3 separate regions of the Sus scrofa genome follow, and regions 1 and 2 are each linked to region 3. The links are chromatin contacts, called in public Hi-C and promoter capture Hi-C maps. All regions are on one chromosome and are shown on one strand. The core of a region is the stretch at or near the end of the contact, and the rest is flanking DNA. Distances in the headings are between cores, read along the strand shown.

What was found. Promoter capture Hi-C pulls out the DNA fragments that hold promoters and counts their contacts. A called contact is a pair of places that touch in the nucleus more often than the background predicts.
Region 1: a promoter capture Hi-C map of liver shows a contact between it and region 3, with 4 times the contacts expected there. The contact joins two enhancer-like sites. A contact is called at or near these places in 1 of 5 promoter capture datasets (liver) and 2 of 47 Hi-C or Micro-C datasets (embryonic fibroblasts and liver).
Region 2: a contact with region 3 is called in a Hi-C map of liver, with 2.2 times the contacts expected there. The contact joins two enhancer-like sites. A contact is called at or near these places in 2 of 47 Hi-C or Micro-C datasets (embryonic fibroblasts and liver).

The regions. Positions count from the first base shown.
Region 1 is chr11:68,869,953-68,872,652 of Sscrofa11.1, forward strand. No RefSeq gene overlaps it. Among named protein-coding and RNA genes, the nearest start is that of ZIC2, 31 kb to the left of the region's middle. Within about 2 kb of position 1,254, at least 3 of the 83 cell types and tissues checked have an H3K27ac peak or open chromatin away from gene starts, as enhancers often do. A contact at or near this core is called in liver, where this site is marked.
Region 2 is chr11:68,894,391-68,897,090 of Sscrofa11.1, forward strand. It overlaps the pseudogene LOC100622891. Among named protein-coding and RNA genes, the nearest start is that of PCCA, 25 kb to the right of the region's middle. Within about 2 kb of position 1,326, at least 2 of the 83 cell types and tissues checked have an H3K27ac peak or open chromatin away from gene starts, as enhancers often do. A contact at or near this core is called in liver, where this site is marked.
Region 3 is chr11:69,045,773-69,048,534 of Sscrofa11.1, forward strand. The region is part of intron 8 of PCCA (propionyl-CoA carboxylase alpha chain, mitochondrial); the gene reads left to right. Among named protein-coding and RNA genes, the nearest start is that of PCCA, 130 kb to the left of the region's middle. Within about 2 kb of position 1,394, at least 4 of the 83 cell types and tissues checked have an H3K27ac peak or open chromatin away from gene starts, as enhancers often do. A contact at or near this core is called in liver, where this site is marked.

The DNA.
Region 1 (2,700 bases), core at 4-2,503, 180 kb before region 3:
GTAAGTCTAGAGGCTTGATTAGATTCCAGTTCAATAGGAAATGTCCGTTTGTACCATTATTAATAATGCCACATTGGTCACTTGGCTAAGGTGGTGGCTGCCAGTTCTGTCATTTTCTCCATTGTAGTTACACATAATCTGTGGAGTGATACTTCAACACTGTGCAAATATCCCTTGACTCAGTGAGTAAGCATGCATTTAACTGTCTTACCTGGCTTGCCCTGATGTGGAGTTGATTCATGTTCATAGGCTCAAGATCAGAAGATACCTCCATCTAGATCGGTGATTCTCAATTGGGGGTGATTTTGCCCTTCAGGGGATGTTTGTCAATGTCTGGAGATATTTTTGGTTGTCATGATTGAGGGGGAACATGCTTTTGGCATCTAGTGGGTAAAGGCCAAGATGTGCCCTACAATGCCCAGGAAGCCCCCTTCTTCTCCCCAGCAAAGAATTATCTGGCCCAGAATGTGAATAGTTCCACTGTTGAGAAACTTTGATTTAGATGAATAATTAAGCTTTTCTATCATACACAGTTCGTTGACCTTTTTGGAGATGCTAGTAAAGTTTTAGAGCCTATCTTCAGCAGTGGTAGAAACCAAGCAGATGTTAGAATGCCTCAGAATTTTCCCATGTTTCAAACCAAGCAGATTTTTACTATCCACTTGTTCTGTCTTTCCATTTCTTTCTTTCTTTCTTTTTTTCTTTTTTGTCTTTTTGCCTTTTCTAGGGCTGCTCCCACAGCATATGGAAGTTCCCAGGCTAGGGGTTGAATAGGAGCTGTAGCAATACAGGATCAGAGCCGTGTCTGCGACCTATACCACAGCTCACAGCAACACAGGATCCTTAACCCGCTGAGCAAGGCCAGGGATCGAACCCGCAACCTCATGGTTCCTAGTCGGATTCGTTGACCACTGAGCCACGATGGGAACTCCCGTCTTTCCATTTCTTTATAAGAGTCTTCTTGAGAAGGATTTAAATTGCTTTCCTCTACTCTCAAGAAACTAATAAAATAAGGATGAAACCCCCCCTAGAATTAACCCTTGAAGCATTCTTCTCTGCTTTTGTGTTTCCGAGAAGATTTTGGAATGTCATCTTAAAGGCTTCAGAGCCAGGGAGGAGAAAGTGGAGACAGAGAAATATCAAGTTAAGAATTCACTGTTAGAAAAATGGCCCAGAGAGAGTAACCAGAGTTCAGGAAAGGCCAGGAGAGGGCAGAGGGCACTTCCACCCTCACACCTGTAAGTTATTAATGACCTTTGAAGTGATCGTTGATGGAAGCACTTGTACATTTGAGCTGCTTCATATGTGTACTTAGTGTATTCAGAGAACTGCTTAGCTTCTGGAACCCTGAAATATCTTCAGACTGCATCAGAGATCAAACAGCAGAATCCATGACTTGGGAATATCATGTAGCCATGTGACATGTGGAGGGATCCAGAGTATGAGAACTGTTTCCTAAATAACTACACCATATATTTTTAACTCAGAGATTTAACATTGCTTTTAGAGCTTTAAAAATAGCAATCTCAGAAAATAATGTCCCACAGTTTCAAGATAAGGTAATACGAGATAAAATTTTTACGCATTTATTTTAGGTTCCTCTTCTTAAAAGATTAGAACATAATTACCTTATTTTCATTCAAATTGTCTTAGATAGTTTATGCAGCATTTGCATGTTTTTAGGTTTTGAGGACATTGCCCTTGCCTTTTGAGAGCTGAGTCAACAGTTTTGTTTGAGCTTAGCAAACATGGAATCATTTCAAGTCCAACTTCTCTCCTGCGCTGTGAAGCTAGTACATGAATTCATTCAGCAGCTGCAGTTATACTTTTGGAAGAAGCAGCAAAATACATAGGCCTTTGCCTTTAATTTTTTTCCAATTAGTATTTCTTTCTCTCTCTCTCTCTCTTTTTTTTTCATTTTATGACTGCTTCTGCAGCATGTGGAAGTTCCCCGGCAAGGGATTGAAACCAAGCCACAAGTGTGACCTACGCTGCAGCTGTGGCAATGCCAGATCCTTTAACCCACTCCACCAGGCCAGGGATTAAACCTGCCCCTGAGCCATCGCAGTCAGATTCTTTTTTTTTTGTCTTTTTGCCATTTCTTGGGCTGCTCCTACGGCATATGGAGGTTCCCAGGCTAGGGGTCGAATCGGAGCTGTAGCTGCCAGCCTATACCAGAGCCACAGCAACGCGGGATCCGAGCCACATCTGCGACCTACACCACAGCTCACGGCAACGCCGGATCGTCAACCCACTGAGCAAGGGCAGGGACCAAACCCGCAACCTCATGGTTCCTAGTCGGATTCGTTAACCACTGCGCCATGACGGGAACTCCGGCCCATCTCATTTCTATTTTTTTTTTTTTTTTTTTGTCTTTTTGTCTTTTTTTTGTTGTTGTTGTTGTTGTTGTTGCTATTTCTTGGGCTGCTCCTACGGCATATGGAGGTTCCCAGGCTAGGGGTTGAATCGGAGCTGTAGCCGCCAGCCTATACCAGAGCCACAGCAACGCGGGATCCGAGCCACATCTGCAACCTACACCACAGCTCACGGCAACGCCAGATCGTTAACCCACTGAGCAAGGGCAGGGACCGAACCCGCAACCTCATGGTTCCTAGTCGGATTCGTTTAACCACTGCGCCACGACGGGAACTCCCCATCTCATTTCTAAATCCTAGCTAAGATCCTAGCAAACTCAATCCA
Region 2 (2,700 bases), core at 76-2,575, 150 kb before region 3:
TGTGGGCTCGACTCTGTTCTCCCTCATTTTAGTCTTTCTGTAGATATACCCAGTTTCACTGCTTTCAAAACCTTATAGACTAGTAGTGAAGAACATATACCCACAAATGTATGTCACGATATAATAAACATCATAAGAGAGACTTTATGTTATTAGAGTGAAGAGAAAATAATTTTGGCTGGAGAAATCTAAGAAGGCTTCACGGAGGAGGTAGCATATGAGGGAGAGAGGTTTTGAGGAATGGACAGGAATTTAGTAGATGTGCCAAACAGCTTACTCAAAGAAACTGTTAGGGTAGTTTGCTTGAAATTGGATCAGTTTTCCTCTTCTGTGACATAATTTCCCTGTAGTAGATCAACCCGTATCCATCTTAAATGTATTTTCTCATAATCACATATTAATGCAAATATGTCTAATAGAATGCATGGGGAGAATATGATTTTACTGCCGGGAGTGGGCAGTAGATTAAAAAGAATGATTTAAGAGTAGGAACTACCAGAGTTCTCGTCATGGCTTAGTGGTTCACGAATCCGACTAGGAACCATGGGGTTGCGGGTTCAGTCCCTGGCCTTGCTCAGTGGGTTGGGGATCCAGCGTTGCCGTGAACTGTGGTGTAGGTTGCAGATGCGGCTCGGATCCTGCATTGCTGTGGCTTTGTTTGGCAGCTATAGCTCCAATCAGACCCCTAGCCTGGGAACCTCCATATGCTGCAGGAGCGGCTCTAGAAAAGGCAGAAAGACAAACAAAAACAAAAACCAACCCCCCCCCCAAAAAAAAAAGAATAGGGACTACCAGTATCGAGAGGATAGGTGGAAGAGAGGGCCCAGTGACAGATACTGAGAAGTGAAGTCAGAGAATTCTAAGATAAACCAGGAGACATTGGTTTCAGAAAAGCCAAAGAGGAAGAGAATTTTATTATTTTTTTTGCTGCCAGCCTACGCCAGAGCCGCAGCAACACGGGATCTGAGCCGGATCTGAAACTTACACCAACTACAGCTCACGACAATGCCGGATCCTTAACCCATTGAGCAAGGCCAGGGATCAAACTCGCAACCTCTTGGTTTCTAGTTGGATTCGTTAACCCCTCAGCCATGACGGGAACTCCTACTTTCCTTTTTTAAATGCCCAAGTACTGGATGGTTGACTCTCATTGCTGCCCCTACCCCCTGACCCCAATCCCCCTACCTTCACAAGAAACACTTTGTCTGTAGCTTAGAGAGTGCCCAAGTTTTGTCAGCTGACTTGTAGCGGGTCAAAGTGCAGGCAGCGGTGTCAGTGGCATTGATCTGCTTTGGCATCCAGGAATCGGTCAGCCTATCAGCCTGGCCTGGGTAAGCGACGTTCAAAGATTTGATGGTGATAAAAGCCGTCTTTAGTTTTAGGAGTGCTGAAAGGAAATGTTTGTCGTGCAGTTGCTGTCCATTGCATCATCAACCTGATGTTCAACATATTCCTGTAAAACTCTAAGCAGAAATTCTTAACTGAGGTTTTCCCATCACTGAAGGCTTCTTTTGGTCACTGGAGAATCTCTTTAGTGTCAAACTGGAATCCTTAAATATTCCTTTCAGGAGATGTTTTCTGTTCCATTCTCTGGCATTCTCATTTTGGTGGCAGAGAGAAGTACTAGGAAGAAAATCAATAATCCAGGAATGGAATCCTCAGTTCAAGGCCATGGACAGCAGTAGTTTGATCTCTGCAGAGAACATCAAACAAATAGAATTTCTTCAGAAGTCTCTTACTCTGTTCCTTGGCTTTTTTAGACGAAATTTTTGTGAAAATATATGTAACCCTGTGTGAGTTTGTCTGAACTTTCTCCAGAGAAAATTACCACAGTATCTGTGCTTTGCTTTCTTTCTTTCTTTTTTTTTTTTTGTCTTTTTGTCTTTTTAGGGCTGCACCTGTGGCATATAGAGGTTCCCAGTCAGAGCTGTAGCTGCCGGCTACACCAGAGCCCTAGCAACAGGGGATCCGAGCTAGGTTCCCAGGCTAGGAGTCAATTCGGAGCTGTAGCTGCTGGCCCACACCACAGCCACAGCAATGCCAGATCCAAGTCTCATCTGCAACCTACACCACAGCTCATGGCAATGCCGGATTCTTAACCCACTGAGCGAGGCCAGGGATTGAACCTGCGTCTTCGTGGATACTAGTCAGGTTTGTTAACTGCTGAGCCACAATGGGAACCCCTGTGCTTTTCACATTTACTTGGAAATTAAGTACATACCTACTGAAGCATGGGCTGTTGTGGTGTCATAACTTTCCAAGTAAAATATGACCTCATCCAGGACTGGAAGCCTTCCTCAGAGTTAAAAAAGACTTGGTGATGTTCACTCCCAATATGGTTTGCCACCTTTCTAGCAGCCAGTAAATTGAGACTGTCTCTCATGCCAGTTGCATATGTCTGGAGGATACTATACTTGGGCCTCCTTTAGCTGCTTCGATAGAGTGACAGCAACCAAGCTGGAATCCAAGCCCCCTGATAGAAGGCATCCAGTCCTTCTGTCTGTCATCAGGTATTTCTTAGCATTGTCAAAGAGGATCCAGAGTATGTGTATATATGAAGAGGAAAGATCATGTGAATAAAGCCACTTCACTAGACAAATGCTAACTTGCTCCCAGTGGAATCACAGCAGGTTTATGTTGAGTTTCTTTTTTCTTCCTTTTCTTTTTTTTTTTTTTTTGCCGCACTCATAGATGGAGGTT
Region 3 (2,762 bases), core at 144-2,643:
TTTCATGTCTTGTCTTCTACTTAAAAAAAAAAAATCCGTGACCTTCAAAATAACCAGATAATCAGGATGGAACTCTGACCAGGTCTTATCACTTTGCTTTCCTTCCTTAATATTTTAATGCTGTGCTTAACACCCCCATCCCCCCTTCAGGTTTTTTTTTTTTTTTTTTTTTTTTTTTTCTGTGAATCTAATTCAATTTAAGGCTCTTTTCTTTTATATTTGGCCACGTCCTTTGTGGTCCTTCCTCTTTCCTATCTTCCCCCTAATTCTGTCCTACTTGATCCTTCTCATTGGTGAAACGAATGATTGCGGTCATGGCTGTTAAGTATGAGAGCGCTAGGATTTTGCTTATGCTCAAAGAAAGGGATGCCATAAAATTTGAGGTGAAATGAAACATAATAAAGAACCAGGGTCATCAGCTGTATAAAGCTTTAGGAATTTTCGTGAAAACCCCATCTGAATCACTGCTGAAACCTCCCATAAAATCTTTTTCCTTCCCAAATGCCAGCTTCTAAAATAAATGGACTCATATATTGTTGAAGTTTCTTGGTTTTCTGTATTGTTTGATGCTTCATCATTTTTGTTGTCTACTAATTTTATTGAGATATTTTAACATTTTAACTACATCATGATTTCGATGACCTTTTGTGAGTTTGTCTAAAAGCCGAATCGAACATTGATTCCCTGGGAACATGTATTCCTTGTTCCAAACAACTGAATTATAGTCAAACCTTCAAACCTATCCATTTGTAGGACGGTCCTTTGTCATACCTTTTCATAGGTTTCTGTTTACTTTTGTGTTACATGGTGAAAATGAAATTGATCATCTTTTTTGTGGTTCTCTCCCCCACATCTGTATTTCTCTGGAAGCTGAGATCAGTGCTGTCAAGGGAGGAAACTACTGCTTTGAGCACTGATGAATTAGGTGCCTTTTGCATAATAGTAGCTCTTGTTTATGGAGCATTTTTTCCTTGTCCAGGGACTTTGTGAATTTTATTTCTAATGCTAATTCTTGGGTTAATTATTTTCATTTACATTTAAGAAACAAAGGATTAGAAATGGTAAGTAATTTGCTCAAGGTCACAGAGCTACTGAGGGGTGGGCTGCTTTAAATTTAGGTTCTTTTAGCTCCAAAGACCATGGATTTTTCACTATACTTCGGTGAACTAATGAGATTAGAAGATGAGAGCTAAAATTTGAGTTACCACTTTGTGTAAAATAGCATAAGGCGTTTAAGCATGTTACCCGTGGAATTTAAGACTCAGACAGCCTCTTATCGTTGACGGGGTGAGAGACAGTTAGGACTTAATATGTTACTTCTCTGTACTTGTTTTTGGTTTCTCTTGTCTCCCTTATTCTCACTCCTGATTTCTCCCTTTGACCTCTCTAAGTTTAAAGATACAGGGCTATTGATCCCCAGTTTATCTTTAACCCCAGAGATAGACAACAGCAATCCGTGAGCTTCATTTGCATTAAAGTTTGATCTTTTTCCTGGATCTAAGGTCCTTAATACAATCAATCCAAAATTGATTCTTAAAAGGAAAAGAAATTGTAAATCTAAACCCTGTCCTTTGACAACCCCCAGATTATTCTGATTCTTTTCTTTTCTTTTGCCTGTCTTTCTCACAGTCATAAATCATACCCAATTTAAGTAAAATTTTTTGATTTTTCAGGTCTACCATACTCCAAGCCTGCTTCTCCCATGGTTTCTACATCTCTGTAGATGTCACTCCATTCACTCAGCAGCTAGAGCTAAAACCCAAGATCTCTCCTGGTGCCTTTTCCCCTGTCATTCTATTGTCAGTCTTTCAATAGATACTGTCAGTTCTTTATTCAAAATATCTCCCATATTCACTACTCACTATCTTGACTACCAACACTCTCTACCAAACTACCATTGTTCTTGCAAGGACTGTGATAATAGTTTCTCTACTTCTTTTCTTACAACACTTCAAAGCCATTCTTCACATAGCAGTCAGTGTGATATTTTAAAACTCTAAATAATAAGGACATACCTCATCTCGTCCCACCCAATTGATCCCTCCTTTAAACCCTTTAATGGCTTTCCGTTGCCCTTAGATAAAATCAGAATTCTTTACTGTGACTGCAAACCCAGGCTGATTTGACACCTGCCTTTCTCTCCAGTCTTGCTTTATACTACTCCCTTCCTTGTCTGCCACACTTCAGGCACACTGGCTTTCTTGAACACACCAAACTTCAGAGCCTTAGAGTAGGATTTTTTGAAGCGGGGAGGAGGGGAGCTTGGAATACTCTTGCCGATAGCTTCATAGATGACTCCTTGCCTTTCATATCTTGGCTTAAATTTCACATCTTCAAGAGAAGATACTCTGGTATTACCACTCAGTCATTCTGTTTTATAACCCATATTCTAAGTTGCTGCAAAATACTCATGACTTTAGATATTTGTCTTGTTTGTTAACTTTTCCCTCAATATGTTATTTTGAAAAATTTCAACCATAAAACATTTTGAAAGAATTTTGCAGTGTGTACCTATATACCCAACACCAAAATTCCATTATCAATCTTCTGCTAGATTTGCTTTGTCACTTTTCTATTTGTTAGTATTGCTTAATTTTTAGTGCTTTTCAAAATACATTGCAGTTATTATGCATCCCACTAAATACTTCAACAGACATGTAATGTAATTCAGTATTTGTACACAACTGGGTTATTTTGAGGCAAAATTTGTATACAGTAACACGAACAATTCTTAGGTATGTATTTGCTGATTTTGGTATATG